Regions from separate parts of the Mus musculus genome. Here all the other regions are linked to region 7. A link is a contact called in public ChIA-PET, HiChIP or PLAC-seq, Micro-C and promoter capture Hi-C data. All regions are on one chromosome and are shown on one strand. The core of a region is the stretch at or near the end of the contact, and the rest is flanking DNA. Distances in the headings are between cores, read along the strand shown. Region 1 has its middle 16 kb from the start of Gm40303. Region 2 holds the start of Sel1l3 (sel-1 suppressor of lin-12-like 3 (C. elegans)). Region 3 has its middle 140 kb from the start of Gm40303. Region 4 has its middle 54 kb from the start of Gm40303. Region 5 has its middle 89 kb from the start of Gm40303. Region 6 has its middle 110 kb from the start of Gm40303. Region 7 holds the start of Stim2 (stromal interaction molecule 2).

Evidence for each region. Promoter capture Hi-C pulls out the DNA fragments that hold promoters and counts their contacts. Hi-C and Micro-C count contacts between places; a contact is called where the count stands out from the background. ChIA-PET counts read pairs in DNA pulled down with a chosen protein or histone mark. HiChIP or PLAC-seq counts read pairs in DNA pulled down with a chosen protein or histone mark.
Region 1: an H3K4me3 HiChIP or PLAC-seq map of pro-B cells shows a contact between it and region 7, with 2.5 times the contacts expected there. The contact joins the enhancer-like site here to the promoter of Stim2 in region 7. A contact is called at or near these places in 7 of 39 promoter capture datasets (the 3T3-L1 cell line, the C10 cell line, cranial neural crest and 3 more), 3 of 484 Hi-C or Micro-C datasets (Sertoli cells, cardiomyocytes and forebrain), 6 of 115 datasets of contacts at active chromatin or transcription factors (bone marrow-derived macrophages, embryonic stem cells, pro-B cells and 1 more) and 1 of 9 other capture datasets (embryonic stem cells).
Region 2: a Micro-C map of embryonic stem cells shows a contact between it and region 7, with 7 times the contacts expected there. The contact joins the promoter of Sel1l3 here to the promoter of Stim2 in region 7. A contact is called at or near these places in 4 of 39 promoter capture datasets (the C10 cell line, embryonic stem cells, liver and 1 more), 4 of 484 Hi-C or Micro-C datasets (all in embryonic stem cells) and 6 of 115 datasets of contacts at active chromatin or transcription factors (embryonic stem cells, large pre-B cells, pancreatic cancer cells and 1 more).
Region 3: a contact with region 7 is called in an RNA polymerase II ChIA-PET map of effector CD8 T cells, with 14 read pairs. The contact joins the enhancer-like site here to the promoter of Stim2 in region 7. A contact is called at or near these places in 2 of 39 promoter capture datasets (the HPC-7 cell line and neural stem cells), 1 of 484 Hi-C or Micro-C datasets (CD4 T cells) and 5 of 115 datasets of contacts at active chromatin or transcription factors (CD8 T cells, bone marrow-derived macrophages, effector CD8 T cells and 2 more).
Region 4: an H3K4me3 HiChIP or PLAC-seq map of embryonic limb bud shows a contact between it and region 7, with 4 times the contacts expected there. The contact joins the enhancer-like site here to the promoter of Stim2 in region 7. A contact is called at or near these places in 12 of 39 promoter capture datasets (the 3T3-L1 cell line, the C10 cell line, cranial neural crest and 5 more), 1 of 15 datasets of contacts at CTCF or cohesin (embryonic stem cells), 2 of 484 Hi-C or Micro-C datasets (embryonic fibroblasts and forebrain), 13 of 115 datasets of contacts at active chromatin or transcription factors (the NIH/3T3 cell line, bone marrow-derived macrophages, embryonic forebrain and 3 more) and 1 of 9 other capture datasets (embryonic stem cells).
Region 5: a promoter capture Hi-C map of embryonic stem cells shows a contact between it and region 7, with 5 times the contacts expected there. The contact joins the enhancer-like site here to the promoter of Stim2 in region 7. A contact is called at or near these places in 13 of 39 promoter capture datasets (the 3T3-L1 cell line, the C10 cell line, the HPC-7 cell line and 6 more), 1 of 15 datasets of contacts at CTCF or cohesin (pro-B cells), 10 of 484 Hi-C or Micro-C datasets (the C2C12 cell line, Th1 cells, cerebellum and 3 more), 23 of 115 datasets of contacts at active chromatin or transcription factors (CD8 T cells, the NIH/3T3 cell line, acute myeloid leukemia and 13 more) and 1 of 9 other capture datasets (embryonic stem cells).
Region 6: an H3K4me3 HiChIP or PLAC-seq map of bone marrow-derived macrophages shows a contact between it and region 7, with 4 times the contacts expected there. The contact joins the enhancer-like site here to the promoter of Stim2 in region 7. A contact is called at or near these places in 2 of 39 promoter capture datasets (cranial neural crest and hippocampal neurons), 1 of 484 Hi-C or Micro-C datasets (muscle stem cells), 8 of 115 datasets of contacts at active chromatin or transcription factors (bone marrow-derived dendritic cells, bone marrow-derived macrophages, embryonic forebrain and 5 more) and 1 of 9 other capture datasets (embryonic stem cells).

The regions. Positions count from the first base shown.
Region 1 is chr5:53,280,959-53,284,938 of GRCm38.p6, reverse strand. No RefSeq gene overlaps it. Among named protein-coding and RNA genes, the nearest start is that of Gm40303, 16 kb to the right of the region's middle. Within about 2 kb of position 2,053, at least 15 of the 459 cell types and tissues checked have an H3K27ac peak or open chromatin away from gene starts, as enhancers often do. A contact at or near this core is called in pro-B cells, where this site is marked.
Region 2 is chr5:53,211,104-53,215,190 of GRCm38.p6, reverse strand. It overlaps Sel1l3 (sel-1 suppressor of lin-12-like 3 (C. elegans)), which reads left to right and starts at 1,739. Exons shown (of 24, transcript NM_172710.3): 1 at 1,739-2,061. The coding sequence starts at 1,885.
Region 3 is chr5:53,400,993-53,404,715 of GRCm38.p6, reverse strand. No RefSeq gene overlaps it. Among named protein-coding and RNA genes, the nearest start is that of Gm40303, 140 kb to the right of the region's middle. Within about 2 kb of position 1,830, at least 109 of the 459 cell types and tissues checked have an H3K27ac peak or open chromatin away from gene starts, as enhancers often do. A contact at or near this core is called in CD8 T cells, the HPC-7 cell line, bone marrow-derived macrophages and 3 more, where this site is marked.
Region 4 is chr5:53,318,656-53,322,730 of GRCm38.p6, reverse strand. No RefSeq gene overlaps it. Among named protein-coding and RNA genes, the nearest start is that of Gm40303, 54 kb to the right of the region's middle. Within about 2 kb of position 2,255, at least 8 of the 459 cell types and tissues checked have an H3K27ac peak or open chromatin away from gene starts, as enhancers often do. A contact at or near this core is called in embryonic limb bud, where this site is marked.
Region 5 is chr5:53,353,905-53,358,120 of GRCm38.p6, reverse strand. No RefSeq gene overlaps it. Among named protein-coding and RNA genes, the nearest start is that of Gm40303, 89 kb to the right of the region's middle. Within about 2 kb of position 2,865, at least 46 of the 459 cell types and tissues checked have an H3K27ac peak or open chromatin away from gene starts, as enhancers often do. A contact at or near this core is called in CD8 T cells, bone marrow-derived macrophages, cerebral cortex and 4 more, where this site is marked.
Region 6 is chr5:53,375,005-53,379,130 of GRCm38.p6, reverse strand. No RefSeq gene overlaps it. Among named protein-coding and RNA genes, the nearest start is that of Gm40303, 110 kb to the right of the region's middle. Within about 2 kb of position 2,005, at least 104 of the 459 cell types and tissues checked have an H3K27ac peak or open chromatin away from gene starts, as enhancers often do. A contact at or near this core is called in bone marrow-derived macrophages, microglia and muscle stem cells, where this site is marked.
Region 7 is chr5:53,996,942-54,000,966 of GRCm38.p6, reverse strand. Stim2 (stromal interaction molecule 2) reads right to left here and starts at 2,444. Exons shown (of 12, transcript NM_001081103.2): 1 at 1,933-2,444. The coding sequence starts at 2,083.

The DNA.
Region 1 (3,980 bases), core at 804-3,303, 720 kb after region 7:
AGAGAAGAAAGGAATAATTTTGCTAAATTATAAAGCATTTCAGCACTCTAGCCCTAAGCCCCCACAATCCTTCAGTGTGAACATCTTGTTATAGTAAAAAGATTTCAAACAATAGAAAAACCAGGACCCCTATCTGTCCAGAGAGATGAAGAAATGGAAAAAGCGAATACAAAGCAGAAAACCTTGGGGCGGCTGAAATAAAGGAAGCTGATGTGGTTTATCCATCCAGAGCCTCTCAGCTCACACGAGGCCATTTGATTTCATTTAATGGGCCAAATGCTCTCTCCAGTCTCACTGTGAACCAGAGGCTACAAACCAGGGAGGGAGCAAAAGCCTGCTCCTTAGGCTGAGATACACACACACACACACACACACACACACACACACACACACACAAAACAAAACCAGGAAAGCCAAAGATGTCACCAGCAACAATGGCCCCTCTAAAGAAGGACCAGGAAGGGGACCCAATCAGTCTACCCACCAAGCCATCAAGAGAAGAGTAAATGGTCTCTGGTACCTTTTAGAAAGGGGGATGACAGAAATTCATTACAGGACAAAGCTTAAAGTAAAAATATAAAATGAAGACACGTGTCTAGATCGCTGTGCTATTGCTACAGTGGCAAAAGCTACCTGGCATCTCTGTACAGATCTGTGTTCTGTCTGTGAAGACCTGTCTGGGCTACAGAGCAAATTTAAATCCAGATTGGGCCATTTAGCAAGCTCCCGTCTCAACAGTGAAAGTGGACTAGAGGTGGGGTGCAGGGGATACAGCTCAGTAGAGCACTTGCTAAACATGTTCAGGGCCTGTGTACAACCCCAAAGAGGGTATGGGAAAGTGAAAAAATAATCAAGTCTAAATTGATACAAAAGGGGATTTTAAAAACTGATTTTATTTATTCATCGTTAGCCGGTTTGCTCCAGACCCGAGTGAGTCCAGGAGGGTAAGCTATATCCTCAGAGCCTGGCGGAGTGGACTCTGACCTTAGTTGCTTCAGTATGCCAACATGGCTTCCAGAAGCTCCAAACTCAATGAACGAGAGACCCTCCTGACTATTCATTTGACTACACAAGGTAATAGGCTGGCAAGATGATCACATACGCATCTTGAATTGAATCCTGGAAGACGGTCCCGTGTTCTGAACGGGCAGCGGGGACTGTCTTCCCCCTGCAGCATGGGATAAGGCCAGCTCCATCCATAGCAGGGACACAAGGGGAAAAGGGAAGAGGGTGGAATAGATAGTACCAGGAAAGACAGGATAGATGGTAGGAAAGACAGCTGCGAACATCTGTGACGGTCCAGCTTAGCCAGCGCCACTCTTCTTTAAGGCCTCTAAGTGTAATTATTTTTATTGCTTTGTTGCTTTCTAGGCACACAATAAATATTTAATAAGTAGATGTGCTAGTGAGCAATTAACTGGTGACTGGTCATATTTCAAAATCTTTAATGCTGTTCAACACAAGCACACATACATCAACATATACAAGAAGAAGCATATGTGCACATAATTATAAATAATACATACTAAAACATTAGGAAGACATTAGGAAAATACAAACATAATTTAAAATAACTGTATCACAGGGCCGTCACACTTACATGGTTCTACTGCTTCCAGATTTTTTGTTAGTATCATACAGATTTTTTAAAAAGTGCTTATCAATTTATGAGAACCCCAGAAGCAACAGCAAAAAGAAACTCAATGTGAAAAATTTCAGACAATCAGTGTGAGTCCTCAGCTCTTACTGTGGTCGCCTGTAGCCCCACAGAGAAGTCTCTGGATCAAAGATGTCAAGTGGGCAACTCCTTATAGCTCCCATGGAAGACCAGTTAGATGGGTCCAGCTACCACCTATCAGCAGAGAGGTCAGGAAGGGTGACCCAGCTTTCACCCCTGCTGCCCAGATCCCTGATTCAGAGACGCAGGGACCAGCCAAAGGAGGATGCACCAGGGTTCCCTCCATTACCTCACCAGGGCATGCTCACCCCAGGCCTGCCTCGGCCACACTGCTCTTGGCAGGCGAGGACTACAACAGCAAACAAGGGATTTCCATTAGAGTTTCTGGGGATGCTACCTACTACAGCAGGCCCAGGGAGAGGAACCTCCCTCCTGTGCAAACAGCGTTTCTGGGACTCCTGGGACTGAAACCCAGAGCACCTGCTTTTGCATTTCTTTCTTCCTCTCTCTCTTCTTTCCTTTTCCTCTTTCCCTTCCTCTTTATCTTCCCTGCCCCACCCATACATCTCATGACTCAGGGGCTACCACACACTTGCTATATAACAGGCAAGACCTTGAGCTTCTGATCCTCTTGCGCTGGAATTGCAGATGTGGGCTGGATGCAGATGTGTGCTGGATGCAGATGTGGGCTGGATGCAGATGTGGGCTAGCACACCCACCCTTTCGTAGTACGGGGAATTGAACACAGGGCCTCAAGTATGTCAAGCAAGCACTCTGACTGACAAGTGAACGACGGCCCTAGCTCCTTGTCTTATTTCTAACTCACGTTCTCCTGGGGACCTTTGCAAAATGTAATGAAACTAGCTGCAGTAGAAATAAAACAGATCCATGACGCAAGATGCCAGCCAGCGTCTTCGTCAAGTGACTCTAAATGCTTTTGTATCTTTCTCTCATGTCTGTTGATCATTCTGGGTAGGAAAGAACAGCCCAACAACACTGCTAACCACGATCTATGATTAGGGCTGCTCTAGAGAGAGCAGCCTGGCTTTGTTTTGAAGTCTTCAGGAAACTTCCTGCTTAAGTTTCTTCATGCCTCCTACTAAATCAAATGAAAAAAAAAAATCTGCCTGGCATTTAAAGGTGGGCACCCCATGTCCTTACTACCACTCCATTCTTCCAGGTAACCATCTCTCAGTATCGATGGAGTGCCCACTGTGCATCGAGCTGACAGGTGGGAGAATGCAGTGGTGCACCAGACTCGTAAAGCCCATAATGTAATGATCCCCAAACACTGCTGTATCTAAAACAAGGCCACCATTGTCGTCCAGAGCTCCGTCCACACCATAGCTCCATCCCTTGCCACAAGTCAGAATTCTAGGTACTTCTCAAGACTAGTTTTTTAGCACTGTAAAAAAGTATAAGGTTTTTTAAAAAGGTATTTTTAATATATTAATCTGTATGATTTTACTTCATCTCTATTAACTATAAATGAGTTTTCAGTTGAATACATATCATGTATGCCATGCCTCATCTTGAATGAAGGCTCTAACATACAGTCTAAGACCAAAACTAAAGTGAGAAGAAAATGGCGTGAGAAGGGGATGAGGTCACCATAGTGACCATGGACATGCCGCACATTCACAGGCACTTCTTTTAAAGTTTTATTTCTGTGTGAGCACATATCACATGGGTGTTCACCACATTCATGACTGGTGCTCTCAGAGGGCATGAGATACCCTGGACTGGATTTAGAGGGTCGTGAGTGTGTGGTGCTGGGAATCAAACTATTGGTTCCCTTAACCTGAGCCCTCTCCCCAGTATCCATAGGCAGTTCTTGAAGAGCAGAGCCCCAGTGTCTGAGCTTCTTATCAGCCAAAGGGAATGGTCCTGTTACACACTTCAGTGTTCCCAGGCTGAAATTTGCAACTGCTCAGCGGTATTGCTATTTCTGGCTGTGGGCTTACAAATGTACCCACAGGAGGTACCGTTGGGCATTTGAATGGCTGGATGGAGCTTTCTTTATCCCAGTAACAGCAAGTATGCTTTCAGTTCCTCCCCTCCTGTTACAACCTCTTCCAACACAGCAAAACAGGTCCAGGACAACTAACCAGCCAGGGCAACAGATGAGATTCCACTACACAGTCCTCGAAAGGTTTGACTGAGGAGCAAGAACTCAAAACCTCCCTTGAAAACATTTCTGCTTCCATGCCCTCGTGCGAATGCAGAGATAATAATAAAAGAGACCCAAGGCAGAGAAACGTGAGAATGCAAAGGTCTTCTGTTGGGACAGATATTCACAAGT
Region 2 (4,087 bases), core at 490-2,989, 790 kb after region 7:
TTTTAAGTGCTTTGTTTCTGTGGAAGTGGGACAGGCATCCTGGCAACATCTGTCAAACTTCCCAAGTGCTTTATTGTGTTTGCAGCTGGCCAGACAGGCAGCATCCTTCCTGTAAGCCCATGGCTTGGAAAGTGAGACCTCCCTGCTTCTGTACTGTCACCTTGGAAACTCACTCACCAGGGGGCTTCTCTGGTAGACACCATCCAGGACCGACTGAGACAGAATTCAGGGGCACTCTGCCATCTATGTGCTTGTTCTCCAGATGCCTCAGACTAAACTAAGGTCTGAGAGCCTTCTAGCTGTGATTGGCCCAGAACTCATAGGCAACCTAAGAAACCAAAAATGAGCAAGAAAGTCCCAGCTCTTTGCTGATAGCCCCACTGTAGCCAGGTCCAGAAACTGACTCTGAGCTTTTCCTCGATCCTCCCCGCCCCACCTCCCACCCCCCACCGCGCCTGGCATTACTTGGACCACAGTAGTGACAACTCCTCAGGGAAAGGGTTGTGTTCCTTGGCTTCCAATCTATTAATAGTTCCCATCCACACACATCCACATCAGTGCCAAAGGGACAAACTTTTCAACATGGGTTAACTATCTCAGGACACCAGCCCTTGGCTCACAAGCAGTCTTCTCAGCAGCAGGACAGCCAAGCACTTCCTGGAACTACAGGGCAAGCCCGAGTTGCTTGCCCTGTCCACGAGTCTCATGTCACCTGCCAGTGGCTCCAGAACCCAGGTCTACTAACATCCAGTCTCACCTTGCCTCCCCAAAACCTAGGATGTGTCCTGATTTTCAAAAAAAAAAAAAAGCTGTTTGCGCACTTCAAGGGCCTCACCTCCTTTCATTTGGGGCTTGGGTACGATTGTACTGGCCTAATTAATTCATTTTCTCCTCGTCCAAGTGGAAGCCAGAGCTCAGGGATGCAAATCAAATACAAACCCGCTCTGGGCGCCAATACTCCAGACAATTAAAACAAAGAGCGCGGAGGCAGCAGCGGCCACACCGCACAAAACCCTGGGGAAACATCCAGAACGAGTCGCCAATCAGGCGGCAGGGTGGGGCACAGCCTGGGCTCTAAACCTGCAAGCAGGAAAGCAGCCCCAAGCCCTGCAGGTGACAGGTGGAGGTTAGCAGGGGTCAAAATCCATCCCTAAGGATTAGAAGCCAAGCGGCTGCGTGGCTCAACTCCAAGAAAGCACTCTCGGCCCCCGCCCTGCCGGAATGGCGCCCGGGCCACCACTACCCCTCCACCCCCAAGCCACCAAACAAACCTCACTGTCTAGTGCTGGGGCGCGAAGTGGGAATGAGAGGCAAGCAGCAGGGTGGGCACCCGCTAGAGATGCGGGAGAGAGAGATGGAGAAGGGAGGGAGTTGGGGAGAAAGGACGTGGAGGAAACGGAGAAAGTGGGTAGTAGAAGGGGTGGGGGGGGGGGATCGCGGACTGCAAGGGCGCGGAAGGGGCGGAGGAGGAAGCAAGAGAAAGGGATGGGGGGGGCGACCGAGAGCCCCGCGGACCCGGGGGCGAACAGCGGCCGGGGTGGGGGGCGGGACCACGAGGTCCCCACCTGTGTGGGCGCCTACGGCCAGGAGGGGTGGACGTCGTGGGTTCGGAGGGAACGACCAGGGAGGCGGGCTGGGCAGGGAGGCCGAGGGAGGGAGGGGACGGGACTGCGAGCGGGGAGGAGCCGGCGCTCGGTTGGGGCTGCGGGGGCGGCGGCGGGAGCGGCGGTGGCGGCGGTGGCGGCGGCGGGTCCGGTGGCAGCGGCAGGTGGCCCCGCGCGCGGCGGGCCGCCGGCCGGGGGCGGGAGGGAAGGTGGCGCCTCGGGCGGGGGCCGGTCCCTGCACCAGGTGACCTGTTCCGGCCGGGATCCGGGCGGCCTCGCCATGCAGTGGCGCGGCGCGGGGCTTTGGTGGCCACGGCGGCGACAGCAGCAGCAGCAGCAGCAGCCCCCGCCGCCCGCTTTCGGTCCCCCGGCCGCAGCCATGGTCCCCCCGAGCCGCGGTGTCTCCCCGGGCCTCGGCGGCCGCCCTACCAGCGCATTGCTCTTTCTCTGCTACCTGGTGAGCGCCGGACCCTATTAGGGTCCTTCCTTCTGCGCGGGCCCTGGGGACGGGGTGGGGGTGGCCTGGGACCCCAACCGCAGGAGGTGGGGACGTCGCCGCGAGTTTGTCTCTTTTCCTTGCCACTGCGTCCCGGGCGCTCCCAGCCCTTGGGATGAGTACCCGGGTGCGTGGACCGGACTTGCGGGCTACTCTCGCTGGAGTCATTCCTCTTCCTCATCGCCTTGCTGGAGACCAGGGCTAGGTTCCCCTAGAGTACCCTTCTTGTCCCCAGCGACGTTGGACCCTCCCTACCCTGCATTTGCTTCCCGCCCCTTGGATCGTGGCTCCCCAGCCCTGTCCCCACCTGTCCTAGGCTTTTCATTCACCTTCTTGAAGCTCCTTTGCTCCGTGTGCCCAACTTCTCCTTTTTCCTGCCCCCACCCCCCACCCCGACCCTCCTTTGAGTTTGCATCGGGTTCTTTCCGTCCAGACGGTTCTGTGCCACCGCACATCGCATTTCCAGAGGCTCTTTCTCAACTCCTTGGTCACTCCAGCCAAGTTGCGGGTGCCAGAATGAAATCTACTTCTTTGTACCACGCTTACCGCCAGAGTGGTGACTTTAGTTGCGTCTTGAACGCTGTCGTTTCAGAGCTGCGTTTGGCTTATGCACAGTTTGCAATTTGCACACTTCTTGCCTTCTGTTAGACTTACAAACTAGATGGCAGTCACCTATTTTAAATACCAGAGAAAATGAGACCCTCAGAGTAAGGTGAGGAGCTATTTCCCAGTTCTTTGGCTGACTTGCTCTCTCCCATTTGTTCCTGAGTTCTGAGCAATAGTAAATTTACAGAAGGCTACACCCTTGCTGCCCAGCCTACCTTATGTTCCAGGATCCTGCGGAAAGCTTAGGTTATCTCGCCGAATATTACTGTAAATAAATGAAAAGGAAAATGCTGAATCATGAAACTGATGTAATAGGAAATTCACAGAATGCTTAAAAAACGAGCAATGTCATTGTCCAGAACCCCGTTCATGTGCACTGACGGTGTTTGGATTCTGGTCGTCTTCTAAGCTCACCTGCTAAGGAGGTGCTGACAGGGCTTGAAATTTAGGTTTGAAGAAACTTGTCACCTATGCAAGTTTGCTGTTGTTTTCAACACTCTTTACTTCTTGACTCTTTCATTTCTTGAAGCAAGGCAGTGTAAAAATGCAAATATTAATTGTGCCCCTCTCTCTACCTGTTGAACAATCCTTTCTTATATACTTGTTCCTTAGGATTAACTAATACCGTGTGTGTGTGTGTGTGTGTGTGTGTGTGTGTGTGTGTGTGTGTGTGTGGTTGGGTTTACTTTATATTTTCATAAGAAGATGCCAGGTAACGTAATGGGTATGATTTTTTTTTTTTTTGCCCAAGGGATGTTATTATTTAATATTTATGCCACGGGGTTACAGTACACAGACTCATAAATAAAGCTGCCATGTCAGATGACGGGGGGTTTTGTTTAAACAGATGATCCTGCATACAGAGCACTGCTGGTTAGTGCACAGCCAGAATTTATGGAGTTGAGCAGTCCATGAAATAGTTCCATTAAGATGATCTGGAAAGTTCCACGTGAGACTCTCAAGGCCTGGTTGGGGGAGGGGCACTTCTTGACAGCCGACAAAATCAGAGTAACAAGTGTAAAGACGTAAAGGCTGACGTGGCAGAGACAGAAGCTCCATGCTCTCCAATGGGGGTTTATAGGGACAGAGCCAAGAGGAGAAAGGATCCAAGTTTCAACAGGAGCGACTGAGGAAAGTGAGGTGCTGGACCCGTGATGTGGAGAGAACAACATGGACAGACATCTAGGTAGCTGGGTGAGGGGTGGATATAAGAAGATCACAGAGGCACCTATCAGGGTCCCTGCTTGAGTGCTTCCTTCTGGGGTGGGGGAAGAAGCAGCGTCTGATAGCAGGATATCAGACACTTGAATGAGCAAGAGAGCCGCGCATCACTGACTGAGAGAGGTTTGCCCATCTAAGCTAAAGCTGGATTCCAGAGGCG
Region 3 (3,723 bases), core at 581-3,080, 600 kb after region 7:
AGACTGAGCCTTCCGATTCAGCCACATCTTTCTACCACAAGCCATGGCCCTGACAGCTCTCCTGTCTAGAGTTGGAGTGGTATCCCACGAAGGACTCAGCATCGATCTCTCCTCTTTCTTGGTTTGTCTTAGTTTAAAATGGTTTTCCCAGATGTAATTTTTCTTCAGTCTGGAATTTTGCTCTGTTTGCTTCAAACTTCACTATGAATCCAAGTTTAGAATCAGGACTATTATAAATAGCATTTGTATAGATCAGGCATTTGGGGAAGCCATGCTTTAACCATGAAATAAGTCTCCTACTGAAGATGACTCCATCCTCCATCCCTTGGCACTTCCATTTACCTCTTCTCACACCCTTCTCTCATGTAGAGTTTGAGGAAATAGTAGCAAGTCACCCGCAGGGCTTCCCCAGAAGGAGTTGCTAAGTTTAAGTGCTAATTAGCTCAGTTGCCAAAGTGTAAGTGCAGAGACCTGAGTTCCATTTCTAGAGTTCACGGGCCAAGTGTGGTGGTACATGCTGTGATACATGCTGGGGTCACAACACAGGAAGGCTGAGGCAGGAGGATCCCCCTGAGCATCACTAACCAGCCAGCTTAGCCTAGCCAGCAAGCTCCAACCCAACAAGTGACAAGCTAGGTGGATGACATCTAAGGACCAGTAGTCAGAGTTAACAGGTAAGGGAGGGACGATGCAGAGAGGGTGGTGGTGGTTGGCGTAAGGTTAAAAGAGAAGGAATTTTCAAAGCTTTATCAATATTTAGTAGATTTGACACTGAATTAGGACCTTTGATGTAGAAAGGGGTTTTAAAACAGTAGTAGTTTCTCTATTTGGGAGTGGTGGTATAAAGAAGACGCTGTCACTTCAGTGCTCATTTTAACCAGTATCTGGCCCAGAGGTTGGGGACCATCATGATATGAAGGCGAATCCATGACACTTGGATGATTCTGGCTGATGCCCACCTGTCATTTATCTCAAACACCCAGAGAGAGGGGCGTTTCCAAGGAACTGTATCTAGAACCCTGTCTCTGGTTGGTTACTTCAGCTGTAATATCCCCTACAGATCCAGATCCAATGCTATTTTCCAATATGTCTTCAAACCCTGTTTTCGGGGCACTCTCTCTCTACCAGCCTCCTCAGGGGCACACTAGTTTCCACCTCAGAAACTTTGTCCCTGTTTAGACATTCCCAGGACATCTCTCTTCTACCTGTTGCCCCAACCCAAACTTCCAAGTTCCTACTGACTCTCAGATGAGCCAAGCTGCCCTTGACTTTTCCAATACCCAATGATTTCACAAGTATTTTTTTGGGGGGGGGATCATGATCAGTATTGCATTTGGGGTGTGTGTGTGTGTGTGTGTGGTGTTCATTTATGTATTTTACATGAGTTTTACATATCAAACTTGGGTTCTCAGGTTTGCAAGGCAATTGCTTTGAGGCCTGAACATCTCAGTCCTGTCCTTGATCTTTGATGATCTCTTAGAGTTGTTTCGATTGTTCCTGAAGGAAAAGGTTGTATGTGTCTTAAGCTTGTTCTGTATGTCTAAACTGCCTCTCCCATGCTGGCCATGCTTAATATCATCCTGCAGTGGTACATGTTCTGGAAGTCTTCACTGGGCCTGCAGTTGATGTGTCTGTGTTTGCACAGCTTCCCTTTATCTCTGCAGGCTCTGACCAGAGTTTGCCCCCGGCCTTACCCAATTACAGGAAAAATAGTGTTCAAAGTAGGAAGCTAGTTCTACGAATCCACATTTCCTCTGTTAGGCAATGAGCTAGCTGCATGGGGCGCAGCATCTGCTGACACATAGCACACTCATTCGGTTTGATTTCATTTATGTCAGAAAAAGACTATTTCCATTCAAGTCACACGCGGTGAAGGGTAGTGTGGTAAAGCGAGTCATTTTACTCCCTTTAACAGCAGCTTCCTCTTCTAGAATTTTCCAGCTCCAAGGCTTGGCAGGTTCTATGGTTTTGTGGCTACTCGAGGCTTCGAGCAATGCATCTAGCAGATACATTTGTAGACAAAGGGAAAGACTCTGGGTTTCCCCTTGCCTCTCTGTTCTGGGTCTGATGTTAGCAGATGGAAATAGAGATGTTTGTTATCAGTGGCCTAGGCTTTCTCTCTAACCCGGATGGATGTAGCTAAAGATAGTTATGGTCATGCACCCGGGCGTTTCCTCTGTTAACTCTAGGACCCTGTCTGTTATCCTCTAGCTAAGACTCTGTGTTCACCTCGAGGATGGTAACATTAACTGGTCTGCTCAGGGACATCTAGATGACTTCTTTTTGAGAAAAAATCTTTTGTTAGTCTTCTTCCCACTGTGTGAATCTAATACTGAAGCTTTCTGCTTCTAGATTTTTCGATGGGGCCTGTGAGAAACTCAAGGCTTGCATCACTGACTCATAGGGAAACAAATGGAGGCTTATTAGATGCCCTTTCTCTCTCTTATGTGGTGTGAGCAACAGCAAGAGTGTCTACCACTGTCAGCTGTCATTTCATGAGTTTCTATTTCTGTGATTTATGTCTCTGCTGTGTCATTTCAGGTGTCGCACCTTGGGGATGTTATGGCTAAGATAGGAGGTGATTTTCACTCATCAAAAATCGGCCCTTGTGTTTGACAGGGAAAGAAGGAAACCATTCTGTTATTAGTCTTTTAAGTGAATATTAACATCCCCATAAATCGATGATCACTGAAGAGCTCTAAAGTCTTTAGAGATTTAAAGATCTCTAGAAGAGAGATCTAAAGTTAAGTTTAATTTAGAAATGTCTATTACCTAATAGCTGCTTGGGTTAATAGGTTTCTAAGGCAGCTAATTTATTTGGGGCATGTTTTCAAAGGGAGTTGATTGGATGCATGTTTGTACTTCTAAAGGATTTACCAAAGAAGGTATTATTCAGTGGAAAGGGACAGGGGGATTACTGCTCCTCGTTATGTGAAGTTAGTGTGATCTATGTGCCTTGACTTCTGTGTACGTTCAAAGACACAGCTCTTCTTTGATATCTACAAGTAATGATGTTATGGGGTGCAAGGAAGCAAAAGAGGGAAACCTGAGTTTCAGAATAGAGTAAGCTGTTTGGATGAACACTGACACCGAGTAGGTCTCTTGTCCTCTTCTACGTATTCAAAGTTCTTCAAATAAATGTGCACATGCAGGAAAGGAAAAGAAAGAGAAAAGCCATCATTTGGTCTCAACAGTGTATCAGCCTAATTATATTAGACACTGGAGACCTGTGTGACTCCACTTTTGATCCATTCTTACGTGAAGTTCATTATTATCTGTTTTTAATCATTGCTCACTTCAAGAGTAGGACAATGGAGATACAGGAGAAACTTTGAAAGCATTTGGGGGCCTTCCCGAAAGCTTTGAAAAGCATTTCTTTGGAAACATTTCTGCTGAGGCAGCGGGCTGGGTGTGAGTGGGTGTTGGGATGGGTGTCTGGGCTTCCCCTTTTCAGATCTGTTTACCTTACACAAATCTCCATAGAAACAAGGCTTGTTTCTGAGGTGACTTGAGGGTTGCCCCGGAGGAACAAGCAGAAAGACAGAGAGCTGAAATTTTCCTATAATCCTAAGAAGGCCACCTATGGCAAGAAATCATGAGTTCTACTGTGCCTCTCCTTAAGACATAACCCTCAGAACTAAATAGTCTTTGTGTTACAGACAGAAACCTTTAACTCTGAACACTTACTCAAATCGTAAGTGACCCACCCATATTTACACCCGG
Region 4 (4,075 bases), core at 1,006-3,505, 680 kb after region 7:
ACCGTCAGAAACACCAGTCTGCTCTGCTCATTCCTAGAGGGGGCCTGTGTCCCACAGGGGTCTGTAGAGGGCGCTGCACTGGATTGGGCTTGCTCCTCGGTTCTGTACAGACATCACCATGCAATCTTTTTCTTTTCTTTCCTTTTTTTTCCTTCTCTTTGAAAAAGGCATTTTTGAAGCCAGATGTGGCGTTCCACATCTGTAATTCCAGAACCAGAGAGATGGGGGGGGGGGGGCGGTGGCAGGAAAATGAGTTCAAAGCCATCCTTGCTACCTGGCAAATTTAAGATCAACCTGGGCTCTATGAGACCCTGCCTCAAAACAACAACAACAACAACATCAACAGCAAACCTTTTCCCCATACTCTCCCCAATAGACTTCCTCTTCCCAAAATCACAACACACACCACAGCAATGGTCACTGACTATCCTCAATTCATTTCTGGTTCATCCCTCATTTCCGGTCCCTGATGTTTTAGGGACCAGCAGCTACGTTCTTAGGCAGTAGTCTCCATGTTCTATGGATCAAGGAGGAGATGCATACGTTGCCATGGAGCTATCTAAGAGTCTCAGCCTACTCCCGCATCTCTTGACTCCCAACAACGGTGTCTCTACTGTGCCAGGAACCGCGGACTTCTCAGAGGTCACCTGGTTGATGAAATAGAAGTAGGTGAATGTCGGGTTCCCAGACCTGACTGAGCCATTTACCAGGTAAATAAGCCTTGATTTTCTAAAAATGCAGGATCATGGGTTCCGTGCTCTGGGGCTATCCTGGGGACCAGAGAGAGTAAAGTTCTGTGCCCAGCCTGGGCACATTGCTGGACTCTTCTGAGCCACAGAGCTCGCTAATGAAATAAAGATCCCCTTCACAAGCCCCAGTGAGGACTAGAGAGATGGCATAGAAAATGTCAGCGTGGGGTCCAGGTCTTAAGAAAACACAGTGGGGGCTACTATTATTTAGGCACTTCACAATTCCTGTGAGATATCAAAACACAGTTTCCAAGGAGCTGAAAGACACGGCTTTTACAACGTATAAAGTGGATGCATGTCAATGTGTTATTGATCTCATTGAAAATAACAGGGAAACTAGGTTGAAGGCGAAGCTTATTTAAATAATATTTTAGATGTTTATGCAAAAAAAAAAAAAAGAAAGGAAGGAAGGAAAGAAATGTTAAAATTAGCTTGCTGGCGTAGGCACAAAACTGGTTCTCAGTGTATCATACGTGACAGCAACACAACCCTAGGCTTTCCCTGCTAGCAAGGGAATCCGGCCATTGGCATTTATGCAGGATGGAAAGCTGTGTGCTAACACAGCATACTCAGTATCTGGCTTTCTTCTGCAAGGAGTGGGGAAACTCTCCTAAAGACATTGAAAGAACATTCAGAAAGCATGTGTAGGACCACCCCTGAGGACCCCTGTAAGGATGAACAGCTGTAATTCATCCATTCGGAAGGACCGCAAGTCACTCAGTCCTAGGCTCGTTTGCTTCCAAGAGTTGGAAGATTTCCTTTAATAGAAGTAATCCAAGAGAAACTTGCTGATCCCCTCACTGTGACCTGCGGAACACAGGATTGGTCCCTACCCTCTAGGCTCTCACTCTCTGGGATCTTTAGAGGCAGGGGAAGAGAAGGGAGAGTGACTAAAGAAGTAAATGATAGCTTTTACCCTGCACCATAGACCACTTTGTATTGCTTTAGCGTAAAGCCTGAGGCTTGTAACTTAAAAGGTAAAAAGGCTTATTTGCCTCCTCCTCACGGTGGCTGGAGGCTCTGCACAACTTAGCAAGGGTATCTCAGCAAAGATTCCTTGGTATCTTCAAAACCTGGCAGAGATGGAACCCCCAATGTCTAATTGTCACCGTCTCCTAGATCTCACCTCTCAAAGCATTTGCATGTCAACACCCTGGGGACCAAGCTTCGAGCACAGGAGGAGCCTTTTGGAGACATATAATATCCATACCATAGTACTATGCGAATGGGGAGTTGGACATCTACCCCCCACACACCCACCCACCAAAGATGCCCATAGAAAGTGAAAGTCAGGTACAGAAGGGACCATGATGTGGGAAGGAAAGGCTACATTAATTGGGGGTGAGACAAGGCCACCCAGGAAGCTGTGACCAGCCAGAGCTGGCTACTGCAGCTTGCTTTCGCTGTTTGCTAATGAACTTGTTCCAAGACCCACCGGGCAGTAAGGAAAGAGCTGGGGCTGGGCTGAGCAGTGTTTTCTGTTTCCCCACGCCAGCCCCCACCTCTCCTTGCTTTTAAAGTTCTGCCTTGCAGGGACAAAAGGTCTGCACTCAGTCATTTGTACTTATGTATTAATCTAAACCAGCTGCCTCACATCTCCTGAGGTGTTTTGATTTTTCAGACTTAGACTTTTGAAATGGAATAAAAGGTACTGACCTGTATAAAAGAACCTGGCTCCTGCCACAGAGGTGGGGGTGGGGTATGATGCCCGGGGCACAGAGCTTCTGCGAAGATCCTTGAAATCTCCATCCCCCCACCCTCCCCAAAGAGACAGGCTGAAGCTACTTAGCAACCAATGAGCAGCTCAAAGAGTCCAGAACAGGTAGAGAACACATCTGCTTTATCACCCATATGGCAGCTTCTCTTACAAGACAGTTAGCTTTTATGAGAAAAGGTTGGCCTCCGGGCCCAAAGATGGTGGTAATAGGATCCCCTGAAATTCTTCAACCTACAAAATTGGATGTGGTTTAATTGCCTGAGAAGAAGTTATTTCAAGGCTCCCCTTGGCCTTTGTGGAGCCTAGGATCATTGGTGATGCTGGAGGGTTCGAAGGGAAAAGAGTTAAATTCAATAGTTCTCACCATGCCACACTTGAAGATCATTCATTAGTGAAATCTCCGATGCATACGGCCTGGAAGAAAACGTGTCCCTTTCACCTGGCAACTGACTAATTCACAGTCCGAAGTGATCTGTCTGCCACCCCTGCCCTCCTTGATGCTAGCCTTGTTCATCAGCTGAGTCCCTGGCTTTCCGAGTGAGTCTGGCTCATGGCCTCTGCTCCCATCTTCTGGCCCCAGCAGCTCCCACAGCCTCCTGGGTCATAAGACTCTTCTTCCTTCCCCAGGTTTATAGCATCCCCTAGCTTGGGTTTAACTGCAGCCTTCTTGACCTCTCTGGTGACTGTCTGTCTTGCATCTCTTTCCTCTTCCATTCTCTGAATAGACAGGCATCAGTGTTTACTTTGTTTTCTGTCAGTCACTGGGAAGACAGTGAAGCACCGAATGACCCCAGTTTCCTATTGTCGGCAGGGAGCTTCTTTTGTTGCCAATAGCCTACTCTTCTGCTGCAGTCATGTCACTAAGAAGCCACCACTCTGAAGAGCCTGCAATGTGCCAGGCACTGCCTTGGTACTGGAGAAACATAAGTGACCATCTAAGAGACACAGAGAGGAAAAGGGTCCAAACCCATCTTTTGTTCAGGAGCCCACTCTCTCTCAAAAACAAACTGAATCGGTTCACAACTGCAGAGCCCTCGTAGCCTGATCACCAACCACTTCAAGGATCTCTTCAGTGCTACGATAGTGGTGGGTAAATTTCAGCTTGATTTCTGGAAGGGCACTTAACCCGAAGCAGTCACTGAAAGGGACAATAGAATAGGTCACACCGGCTTAGCGGCCAGGGACACTTCTCAAGAGGTGGCCTTTGGGGTCATTGGTCAGCTTCTGAGGAGCCAGTAGCAGCCTTGGTATCAATCTCCACAGACATCTTTTAGGAGGGCTAAGGAAGTTTCCATGGTCTTGGCTTCCATACGAAGAGATGTATGTCTCAGAGAAACACTCATCCAAGGAAAGGAATCGAGCCGAGACATGGAGCTTGGAACCCAGAGTCTTCTGTGGTAGAAACCCAGAGCTGTTTCACAGTGCTCTGGTCTCAGTAGACCCAAAGCTATCAATGACACAGGCCTTTGGAATTCCTTTTCCATCTGCCGTCCACATACATGGTATCCTAATGAAGCTCCCAGAGCCCTAACATTTACTTATGGGCACACCTCAGGCCTGTGGTTGGTAGCTCTATGTGACTTTAAGGAAACAACCTTAAGCTCTCGCT
Region 5 (4,216 bases), core at 1,616-4,115, 640 kb after region 7:
TTTTTCTCTTCCGGTCCTCATCTTCCAGTCCTCATCTTCCAGTCCTCATCTTCCAGTCCTCATCTTCCAGTCCTCATCTTCCAGTCCTCATCTTCCAGTCCTCATCTTCCAGTACTCATCTTCCAGTCCTCATCAGATTCCAGAAGTGAGAAAAATACAGATTCCTAAGCCAGTTGCAACCCGGCTCTACCCTTTTCTTTTTCTTTGAGATTTCCAGGTACACAGACATGGCAAACTTTGTGACTTCCTTGGTGACTGTCCCTTCCTGCCCCTGACCTCTGTGTCCTCTCCCAATGGCTTTGCCCTCCTGCAGTTTGCAAAGAACACAGGTGAAAAGAGGAGGAAGAATTGGAAAAAAATCCCATCTCCCATCCCCTGGGGGTTGTGGGGGGTGCTCTCTGATTAACCCGAATTTCAGATTTCTCTATTGTGTGTGCGTGTGTTGTGATTAGGTGGGTATGGAGGTCGGAGGACAGCTTGCAAGAGTCAGTTCTCTCCCTCCAATTTCTGTGGGTCCTGAGGATCAAACTCAGATTTTCAGGCTTGCTATGGGCTATCAGGGATGAGTCAACTTGCCAGCCCCCACATGATCCTCCTTAGAAATGCAGGCAGGGGTGAACATTGTCCAAGGCTCTCCCTTGGAATTCTCCCTGCAACCAATTTGAGAGCCTGTGCACAGGGGATGGGTTGGCCTCTCCCTTGCCCCCACCCCCACCCCGTGGCTCTCCAGTCATTCTTCCCTAAAGGCAGATGGGTATCTAGAAGTCTTTCACAAACGGCTCCAGGGGAACCCAGGAAGCTGTCAGCACAGACCTGGAGCCGAAGGGGTCAGCCTGGAAGTAATCCACTGGCGTGTGGCTTCTCCCCGAAAATAGATCCTAGGCCCACCACAGGCTTGCTGTTGTAAGACAAGGCAACCTTTGAACCAATTTAAGAGGTAGATTTTTCAGCCGGCAAAGCCAGTGCACATACACAGAAGAGTTTTAGAGCCCAGTGGAGGCTGAGTCACCAAGAGAGGACGGCTGGCTCATGAGACATCTCCCCGACTTGAAGGCTTCCAGGCCAAGAAGAGATTTGTAACCCGTGCAACACAGAAATAGCAGCCATGCCCCCACTAGCTCTCCCATCTCAGGAAGGCCTTTCTCATCTCACACCAGTGAGACCTGTCCTCACCACTCATCCTCTCCCTCTGCGGCCTACACATTCTCCGACCCAGTCTTTCCACTTCAGAATGATGGAGTGTCTCCTTCTAAGGGACTTTGGCCTCTCACAGGGAGGAAGAAACGTGCCCAGTAGGCCCTAAGGAAATGCTCACGGGGTGGACCAACAGACTCCTCGTTCTTCCTTCAACTAAGCACATGTTCAAGATCCCCTCACAGGACTGCTTCATGCTCATCTAGAGCTCAGTGCTCTATTCCATCTTCCTCTGTAGCCAAATTACCCTACCCAACACACACACACACACACACACACACACACACACACACCTCACACACACCTCACACAAACACCATACACATACACACACATACACACACCATACAAACACCACAGGCACACACACACACACACCTTACACTAAAATTAATAATAATAATAATAAAGTATTGTTTATGCCCAGAAAGAATTAACAAATCAACTCATAATAAAGTAAGACAATTATAATAATATAACCTAATAAACATTTTGTGAGTGTGGGCTCTCTCTCAAAATGTCTACCGTCTCTCTACTTAGAAGAAGCCCTGCGTGGCTTCTCCTTGGCACAGCCCAACCCACTACAATCCGCTCTTGTTCTCTGAGGATGAGGTCAAGGAAAGTGAGAGTTGCGAGGACCTTGGCACTATGACAATGCGCCTATCAATCTGAAAATGGAGTCAGCTGTCTATACGAAATGTTCCTCCCACTCCAAAGGGAAGAAGATAATTGATTCTTATATGATTCAAATACGAGTGACCATGGACTGGGAACACAGGTTCCCCTTGTCCCAGAATAATGCATCCCAAGGTGGAGACAGTTTGGAGAACTTTATAGCTAAGGACAGGATTAGGGACTCAGGCACTGTCTGGTAGCATTCTTGGTTTGGAGGTGGGTGAAGGTTAAGCTCTGGTTCCTGTATTCCAGCAGGATTTACCTGATCACAGGAAGGATGTTACTAAAGATAGGAATGATAAGAGGCTATTAAGCAGACCAAAGATAACCAAAGAGGAGCCTGGATCGACAGCATTCCAACTCTTCGTAATCGTTACATTTTAATCAGTTCATCAGCCCAGTGGACTCTTTAACATAGGTGTGGCTCTTTTCTTCTTCTTCTTCTTCTTCTTCTTCTTCTTCTTCTTCTTCTTCTTCTTCTTCTTCTTCTTCTTCTTCTTCTTCTTCTCCTTCTCCTCCTCCTCCTCCTCCTCTTCCTCCTCCTCCTCCTCCTCCTCCTCCTCCTCCTCCTTCTCCTCCTCCTTCTCCTCGGAACTCAGTTCACGCCCATCCTGAAATCAAATAACCCACTGCATGGTGGCTTCCAGAGGAGAAGGACCCTTTGTTGGGGGGGGGGGGCGGGGGAGGTTCTCAAACAACCAAGGTTTAACCACCTGCTCAGCATTTAACTGCTCAGAAGAGGCCAGATTAACCAAGCAAAAGACTCCCATGGATCCTTTGTGCCTCTATCAACCCAGCCAACTTCCCTGGAGCTTTGGGGACCATAGGGACAGTAATAAACTGAATTCCTGCAGTCCTCCGGAGGGATACACTCTGGCCGGTGAGAAAGGATGCTAGCAGGTCGAGTGAGAGGTGCTGAGGCCACAGACAGGACTTCCCCAGCTCCACCCTCCTCTTCTGGGACCCTCCCTCCTAGAGAAGTCATGGTCCTGTTTGCATGTGGCGTTGCTGCCCCCTCCTGGGAGATGCTGGCAGCTGCTCCTCATTCCCGAGCCGCCCAGCCTGTTCCAAAGCCTCTGTCTGCACTCACCATGGGGGTAAACTTTTTCATTGAGATCATTCCCATTAAAATCACCCAGGTCAGCCAGGCTGGTGGCTGTGGAGCAGGCCTGTAAGCCCAGCCTAGACAGGAGGATTTGGAGGTCGAGGATGGTCTTAACAACTTAGTGAGACTCTATCTCCTGAGAGTAAAAGCAAAGAGCAGAGACAGGATATTGCACTTGCTGACTTGATCAATATTAGTGGGGTGCCGGAGATGGGGGGGGGGAGGAGTGGAATCTATTAAACTTGTCTTCCTTCTTTTGGTTCATATTCCTTGGGTCTTCATTTAATCTGTCTTTTTGTCCCCAACCGGCAGCTCCCATCAAGAGTGGAGTTTGGCACACAGGGTGCCTCTGTGGCCTCAGGAAGGCAGGGACTGATGCTCCAGAGCCTATCAGCTCTGGCCACTTGGTGCCGTGGCACCCCTTGCCTGAGAGCAAAAAGTTCCTTGAACCTTGAACATTATGGGGGGAAGGGGGGGGGGGAGCGGTGCACACTTGCAGATCATCTGGGCCCTAAGGTACACCTGCTTCCAGACAGTGCTCTTGCCTAGCATGAATAAGCTTTGGCTTATAAAGTAGGCTGAGATAGCTGGGGCTAGCTCAGTTGGTAAACTCCACCTAGCCCTGGGCTCATCTCCAGCATGGCCTAAGACCCAGTGTACCAACATATGCTTGTAATCGCTCAGGAGCTAGAGGTGGGAGGGTCAGAAGTTCAAGGTCATCTTCTGCTGCACAGTGAGTTTGAGGCCACCTGAGGTACCGGAAATCCTGACTCTAAAATTAATAATAATAAAGTATTGTTATGCCCAGAAAGAATTAACAAATCAACTCATAATAAGTAAGACAATTATAATAATATAACCTAATAAACATTTTGTGAGTGTGGGCTCTCTCTCAAAATGTCTACCGTCTCTCTACTTAGAAGAAGCCCTGCGTGGCTTCTCCTTGGCACAGCCCAACCCACTACAATCCGCTCTTGTTCTCTGAGGATGAGGTCAAGGAAAGTGAGAGTTGCGGGGACCTTGGCACTATGACAATGCGCCTATCAATCTGAAAATGGAGTCAGCTAACAGGAGGGGCAGACCCTGCCTCCAGGCCAATTCATGCCCGAGAGGTGGTTCAGATGCTGTGAGATTCTAAATGTACTACCCAGAACTACTCGAACGGCAAGCAACTTAAAACTTATAATGGAAGCCGGGCGTGGTGGCGCATGCCTTTAATTCTAGCACTCGGGAGGCAGAGGC
Region 6 (4,126 bases), core at 756-3,255, 620 kb after region 7:
GGTGCAATCATGCAGACTGGAACTTTCCAAGAAGAGGGGATCAGATGTGTTCAGTGAATGATTCCTTGAGCAAAATTACATCAGCAGAAGACCTTGAGAGGAGGTAGTGTCATCTCTCTCAGCATCAGTTTCTCCATTCGCAAACTGGACGGATGAGAGAGCTATTGAGAGAAGCTGTCTTCACTGAAGCTGTATACAGAGACTTCGCATGAAGCCAGTCAGTTCTGAGCTAGAGGAGACCCAGGGCCAACCCCTGATGACACCATTGCCCTCTGCCAAGGGAACAGGAAGGATGGGGGCATTGGGAGATCAGAGGCATGGAAAGAGGAAGAGAAAAAGAGATGGGGTGAGGAGAAGGCGGAACAGAGAGAAGAGGCTGGGCTAGCTAGGAGGGGAAGAGGAGGCAGCAGCCTGCAGAGCAGGGGGATCCTGGGCTTCATAAGCAAGAGGAAAGGGCGCTTTGGCGGCAGCCCAGTTTCTGATGGGGGAAAAGGAGACAGTTGGTTCTCCGATGGCTGGCAGATGCCCTGGGCTCCAGCAGATTAAAGGTCCTTGCTCTCCTGTCATACACATAGCCTTTGTTAGATTATTGAGCACCATGGGGGCATGGCTGGACCAAGATCTGATGGCTATCCTCCCTGAGTGCTATGTTGTATGAAGAAGGCACACAGGACTTCAGAGAATTCCCAGGGCTGGAGGAGACACTCTGTTGTCCCTTTCCTGATATCCCTGCCCCCCTCCCCCATCTTCAGTCTCCTGGCCCATTTCAGGTCTTTGTCCCAACAGCACAACCTGCCTTTTCTTAGTTCCTGTTCCTGTTCTTGATGTTGTTTTGACTGTGGGTTTCATGTAGTCCTGACTGACCTTGAACTTGCTACATAGAGGTTGGTTTTGAATTCCTGATCCCTCTAGCTCCACATCCCAAGTGCTGGGATTACTGGCATGCACAACCATGCCCAATTTCTTCTTGAGCATTTTTGTTTGTTTGTTTGTTTTTTTTTGTTTGTTTGTTTGGTATGGATGAGAAAGAAAATGCGTAGGACACTCAAAAAGAAGACAGAGAAATGGGAATTAGGTGGGTGGGGCCACTTTTCCTGCTATGTCAGTGGTGGACCAAGAGGACCAGTAACAGATGCACTGCAGAGGCAGCCTTTCATGGACTGGGACCAATTGGTCACAGTAACAGAGATTAGATCAGTAACTGACAGGAAGGCCTGTTACTAGAGCACTGCCCACAGAGCTCTTACAGCGCCTCCCCTGGTTTGCTCTGGAAGTGACCCCAATGGTCTCCACTGGCTACCAGGAGCCCCACCCTCTATCCTTGCCTGCCTACCTTTTAGAAAGCCACCTTGTCTGTCAACAGCCCAAGGAAGAATGAGTGTATCTCTGCAGGAGTGGAGCTCCTCACTCATCCTCTTTCAGAACTCTGCATTTCTCTGGCTAGAGGAATACAGATGGTGCAGAGAAAGCCAGAGGACTAAAAGCCGCCTCTGACTTTTAGGCAGAACCCTTTGTAGGCAATTCTGACATTCATTATTGTCCCAGTCTCCCATTTCCTCCCCTTGCATTGCAAGCTCCTATATGAAGAATGTCATACTCTTCCTGGACCTTATTAGTTAGCTTTCTGTCTTCCTTGCTATCCCAGCCATGTGGGGACTGAGGGATGGTGGCATGGGGCCCCTCCTGGGCTCCTCCAGCCTGCTGTCCTGACAGCTCTAAAGTGTGTTTATCCTTCTGAGGGATATACCACTACCCTCTGCTCTTTCTGCTTCCATTACCATCCCTTCAGGCCAGAGACCACCTTAGGAGAAAAAAGGAAAGTTCTCCAGGAGAGCAGAGAAACGCAGGGCCATTCAGAGCCTGTTTACGGAGGCTTTTCCTGAACTTTACAAACCCAGCACTAAACAAGTGTGAAAGGATTTTTCAAGGAAGAGACATGCTTTTGCAATTTGCTGGAAGTTTCCCCTCGTGTTCCAGAAAAGCAGCCCTCCCCATTACTCACTAGGGAGGCATGCAGGCCAGAGAGGAAGGCGAATTGAGGAATGAAAACAGGCCTTCCCCTTGCCCGTGTTAAACGGCACTTAATAATCAAATTGAAAAAACACACAAATGAACTGAAGACCGGTTTCCAAATGGGCTGCAGCCCTGAAGCCAGACTTCATGGGGCCATGGCGGGAAGAATTTGAGTCTTTGCCCTAATTGGGCTCCAGGCTAAGTGGCTGATGGGAGGGCCAGATACTGGTGTCAACAGGAGAGTAGAACGGAGAGGGCCCTTTGAGGTATTTCTATCCTTCCCCGAGGGCGTTATCTTCTCCTGAACTTCTCTTTTGCTATATAAACTTTCTCAGATCTCCCCCATGGAAAAGAGAGCCCCTACTTGACCCTGAACCTTTACTCATTAACTCACTCATTCGCTCATTCCTTCATCCCCCCATCAAGCCCATCTCCAGTTACACTGGCTGTCTTAGCTCTAGGATCAAAGCAAAACAGAAATACATTGAGGGCTGGAGAGATGGCTCAGTGGTTAAGAGCACTGACTGCTCTTCCAGAGGTCCTGAGTTCAATTCCCAGCAACCACATGGTGGCTTACAACCATCTGTAATAGGATCCTGTGCCCTCTTCTGGTGTGTCTGAAGACAGCTACAGTGTATTCATATAAGTAAAATAAATCTTTGAAAAGGAAAGAAAAGAAAAGAAAAGAAAAGAAAAGAAAAGAAAAGAAAAGAAAAGGAAAGCAATTGAAAAAGCCAGAGCTTCTCCTTATCCCAGTTCCCTCCGGGCATTGTTCCCAGGTCTCTTCTCCTGTCCAAACGTATCTTCTCACTGTACTCAGTCAGCCCCTTCAGAATCTCTCCCACACTCACTCCATCCAGGCTGGTTCAGTCACTACCAAGCTCAAGAGCAGTTATTTCTACCCGTGGGTACTTGCTGGTCTGGAGCCTCATCAATGCCCCTGTCTCAGTGGACCCCATTTTGTCAAAGGAAGTCAAGAACAAGATACATACACTTCCAGTGGGAGGTGGACACCCCCTCCTTCATCCTAGCCAGCCCTTCACAGTTACCTCGGCTGTTCCCTCTTCTCCTGACCTCTTGCCGCAGAGTGGCCTGGCTCTCACCCTTTGGGCCTTTTCTTTCTGCTCATTCCCTTGATGATCTCACCCAGTCTAATGGCTTTGAGATCATCTAATGTGGTGAAACTTTCAAATTTTTATGACTTTTCCTAGCTCGTCCCCTGAATCGCAGGCTTGCAGAGCCTGCTTCCTGCTCAGCATCTCCACACCCATCAAATAGCTATTCCAAACTCAACATGCTAAAAGTGGTCAAGCCCAAAGTCCTTAGAGGGGTTTTCAAGATCTGAGCTTTCTACCTTCCCCCAGTTTTTTTCATCTCCTCCAGCCTAGCCATGCTGGCTGCCTTATTACACCTTCAAAAGGCCAGGCAGGGTCGTTCTTTGAGGACTTCTTTTCATGCCTCTCTTCATGAGTTTGTTTCCCTTAACGGCTGCACAGTTAGATACAATGTTTGTATGGATCCAATCAAAAGTATTTTTGCCATTCAGCCTCTTAACTTATTTTTATGTAAAGTAAATTGACTCTGTGTGTGTGTGTGTGAGCACATGCATACGTATCGTCTATGTGTGTAGTGAATGCGCATGCCTGTGTGAATGTGGGTCCCATGCAAACGCCAATGCCAGCGCAGGACATCAAGTGTCCCTCTGTATCACTCTCTGCTGTTTTCCTGGAAATAGGGTCTCTCTCTGGACCGGAAGCTGACCTTTTCCAGTCAGCAAGCTCTTGGGATCCACGTGTTCCTCCTTCGCTGATGCTTGTGTTTAAAATCAGTCTAGATGTCATATAGAATGTCCCGTGGTGTCATTTAACTTATTCCTCCATCCCTGTTGGACTATAAAGGGGCCTCTTTTTTGTCCTCCCTCACACTCCAGGGAAGACTTCCTGTGGTCAGTGCTGGCTCTCTGCCAAGGCCTTAAACACCTGCTTAGCCTCTATCGGCTGCTCACTCTTGCTTACCTGTGCAGCGCTGGAGGACTCATGGTCTCCGTGCTATCCCATGCCCTGTTCATTCATTTGTCCTCTTGTCCCCTCTTTCAATGGCTTGACTTGTGTAA
Region 7 (4,025 bases), core at 1,195-3,694:
GTCATTTTTCAATCTACATTTCCCTAAACACCAGCCCTGCTGACTGTATTTTCATAAACTTATTAAAATTCTATTATTCAACTTAGATACTGAGCAGTTGTAAAATCTGAAACTTTAAGTGGAAATGTTTAACGTTTTAAAATTAATATTTGAACATAAGGGGAAAAAAAGAGATCTTTTATAAACAGAAATAATTCCGAGGTCAACATTTCAGCAAATTTATTAAAAAGCACGACAGCACAACTTCACTTTGTGTGATGATCTTTCCCACTAAGAATCACTGCGTCTTTTCAACTGTGCCATAAATAACTACAGAGAAAATTAAAAGGGTTACAGCTTATTAGAAGTCCATCTGCGCTGATTTCTTGATGTTCTCAGTAAAACATACTTGCTTGAAGAGTCAATAAACACCAAAGTTCTAGATCACTTGCCTCTCTGTCAATCACATTTGTTAAGGCATTATGTAATCAAACATTTCTGCCAAAGAGGTGGGGGGACCCACACTACTATACCATTTAGAAGCTAACGTTCCACTCCTAGGGGAGACAATAAGCCCTCAACCTACACTCTAGTGTAGGTTTTAACTAGTTTAACACTGTTCCCTTCCACACTTGCCATATTTTTGTTAGAAAATAACTATTTGAGCATGAAACCACCCAATATATCCCTCCCTACATACTACGTCCCTAAAGATCATTCTATAATCCTTTATCCAAGGCAACCAGTGATGACTTGCCTGGTTCAACTGACCAGGATCTGGTAAGTTTTTTGAGTACCTTGAGTATGCTAATCATTATGCTCTATACCCTCCAACTCTCAAAGTGCCTGACAATGCTTACCGACATCCTTCTTCTGTCTGCAACAGGAAATAGCCTGTCACAGAACTCAGAGGAAAGCTGCTATGATCTAAAGACTCCTGAACACTTTGCTGAGCAGCTGTTAGTAACTCCCAGACGCCTGTTGGGCTACCACTGCAGTTAAATTAACAGTGAATCATCTTATTCCTCTTTAATCCTGCTGTTCTTCCAGAAAACCTAGAGATCTACCTTAAAAATAAACACAGCAGCAAGAAAAATAAGTTACTCTACCTCCAGCACTGTGCCCCAGGAAATCATTTCAGGACCTTTACATCACTGCTTAAACCACACCAGATCAGTTATATAAGACAACGAAGGCTGTAAAAGCATACAATTTTCTACTTAACCTTACCAAACATATTTGCAAGTTTTCAGTAAGTGCTAGAACGTTCTGTGTTTAAAAAAGGTACTGGTGCACTCCATCAGAACTATGCTGCCCAAATCCACGTCACAAATATCCTGCACTTGGTAAATTGTAGGTGTGTTTCTGGTTACCTGCTGCGCTTTCTGCACCCTTTGTCACCCAGTGATGCTCTCAAACAGCATATACTTTCCATCCCTTAAAGCGTCCTCGTACCCCCACAAAAACACACCAGACTTTGACGTTTCTTCATACTAACACAGAACCACTAGTGCCACTAGGTGCTGTGGCTCTCAAAGAATCTCTTCAGCAGCTTCCCCTGGGACAGGGCGCTCAGCCCGGCTCTCGATCGGTAAGAAGCTGCCAGCCGCCTTTGCAAAGGCAACAGGGGCCAACTCCATACCGCATTGCTGCTGCTGCTGCCGCCGCCTACTTTCTTTGGCGGCTTTGGGAAGAGGGGAAATGAGCCCAGTCCCCTACAGACCCCACTGGTCCCTTCGGCAGCACGAAAGAGAAACCACTGCATTGCTCAGCTGGGAAGCTCGCAGGAGCCCACTAAGGGCGAAGAAAGCACAGTAGAGGCGCCAGTCGGTGGACTAGGAAGGCGTCCGAAGTGCGACGACCGGCGCCAAGGCAACCGCTAGGCGCCCTCTCGGGGGATGGGGTCCTGCCGGGAGTCCCGCCAAGCCTGCCCGTCGCCCGCACGGGCCTCACCTGTCAGCAGCGCCTGGCGCTCGCCCGCAGCCGCAGCCGAAGGAGACGCCGCCGCTCCGGCCGATCCCGACGCGCGCCGCCCGCGGAGGTGCCGGGGCACCAGATCGCATCCGTCCGCCACGCCGGCCACCAACAACCCGAAGAGCAGCATTGCTGCCCAGCGCCGCCGGAGAGGGCGGCCCGAGGCCCGGCCCGGTGCCACGGCGGGAGGAGCGCTCACAGGAGCCGCCGGCCACTCGCTCACCGCCAGCTGCCCGGGGCCCGGCCGCCTCGGAAGCGGACTCCCGCCGGGTGCTGACCCGCTCCCTTCACCGGCGGCCCGCGAAGCTCGGCTCGCCGCCGCGTTCATTGGTTCCGGTTATTTAAAAAAAAAAAAAAAAAAAAAAGTGGGGGAGCGCAGTGGTACGGCGTCTTCCGACCCAGCGCGACACCCGCGCAGCTGCCGCGGCGACACCGGGATCCGCTGCTCTGGCGCGGCCAAGCCCCAGCCCAGCGCCCGCGCCGCCGCCGCGGCGCATCCCCCCGCCCCCTCCGGCCCGCGCCCGCCGTAGTACCACGCTCGGCCGGGCCACCTCCCTCCCCTCACACACTCGCTCTCATACCAATCCCCCGCCTCCCTCAGCCCCGCCACGGCGCAGGCGCAACGCCGCGGCACTGCGCGTGCGTGGTCGTGGGCCCCGCCCCTAGGGGCGTTCCCAGACCGATAGGCGGGGCGTGGGACAGCCGCCCAGGCTGTGCTTCAGGAGCCAGAGAAGCTGAGCGGGAGGAAGGAGTGAGTCTCGCCCACGCCGTGATCTGATGATGGGCAGCCTGGAGACCTGGATAAAGCGTATCGACGTCGCAGATCCTCTGAGTGCTTTAACCCCGTGGGTCAAAAAAAACCTTGCAGTGGGAAACAGCGGCCTCCCCTAACTTGGATGTTGGTGGGGGTTACCGGTTGCCAGCTTTGTAGAAGCGGAGGGAAACCCAGCCTAGCTTTGTATTTACTTGACAAACATTTGGCAAAGCGCATACCTTGTGCCAGAGTGCTAGGAATTTCTCTAAGCAATTTACAGTGGCATAGTGTAACTCAATCTCATCGCCATTTTACATGTGACGAAACCCAAGCGCTGAAATGTTAAAATAGCTTAACCAACCCACCGGCCCATAGCTAATAAATGGACATGGCCCGATTTATCAACTACTGAATGGAAATGTTCGAATAATGTGCTCTAGCTTCTTACTATTTTCCATGCTGACACTGAAGGCAGTCACTGCCACTCATCTGCCAAACCACCACTTCTATAGACTGCCAGCTGAACAGGTTGCCCCAACTACAACATAGACTTGACCATTTTGCTTATCTGCAATGAAGCAGTTTTGTGGATGCTCTTGCAATTCTGCTCCAGATCCAATTGATCTAAAAGGGGAAAAGAACCGGAATCTATTTCTTCAAGTAGATGCTACCATTGCAATGGGACTATGTTGTTGTTATTGTTGTTGGCTGTTTTTTTATTTTGTTTCAATTGTGGTAGGAGTCCTCAGGATGTGACCCAGGTAAATGGCACTCAGAGGCAAGCTACATACCTCAGAGACCCATATCAAAGCATTTCTTCAGAAAACCTTTGAAATGTAAAAGGAGGTGTTGAACACACACACATATTTAAGAACTCGAAGCTAGGATTGTTAAGAACATAGGTCTGACTACTGTTGGATTTTGTTGTTGGCTTGCAGTTTAGATCAGTTTGTTCCAGAAGTCAAGAAGTCAAATACATAACAATTCCTTAGGAAGCTTGACCAAAAGAATGTCGGGTAGTGGAAGAGGAAGATGCACACTGCAGAAAAGAATCAGGAATAATAACAAGGCTAATCAACCACAATTATTTCTTGACATACTTCTTAGGGGCATTATGTTGGAGGGTGGGGCCGTTCCTTACCGGGCAACAGTAAGTTTCTATTTTGCTTGCTGAAAGGCAGTGAAGCCTTGTGTTTGCTGAGTAGACAGAACTGCTAGGCACCGGATAACCAGGAAGTAAATAAGTTCCTTTCCTACTCTACAGGAGGCATCATTTAATTCATCAGTATTTACTGAACATCTCATATACGCCGAGCAA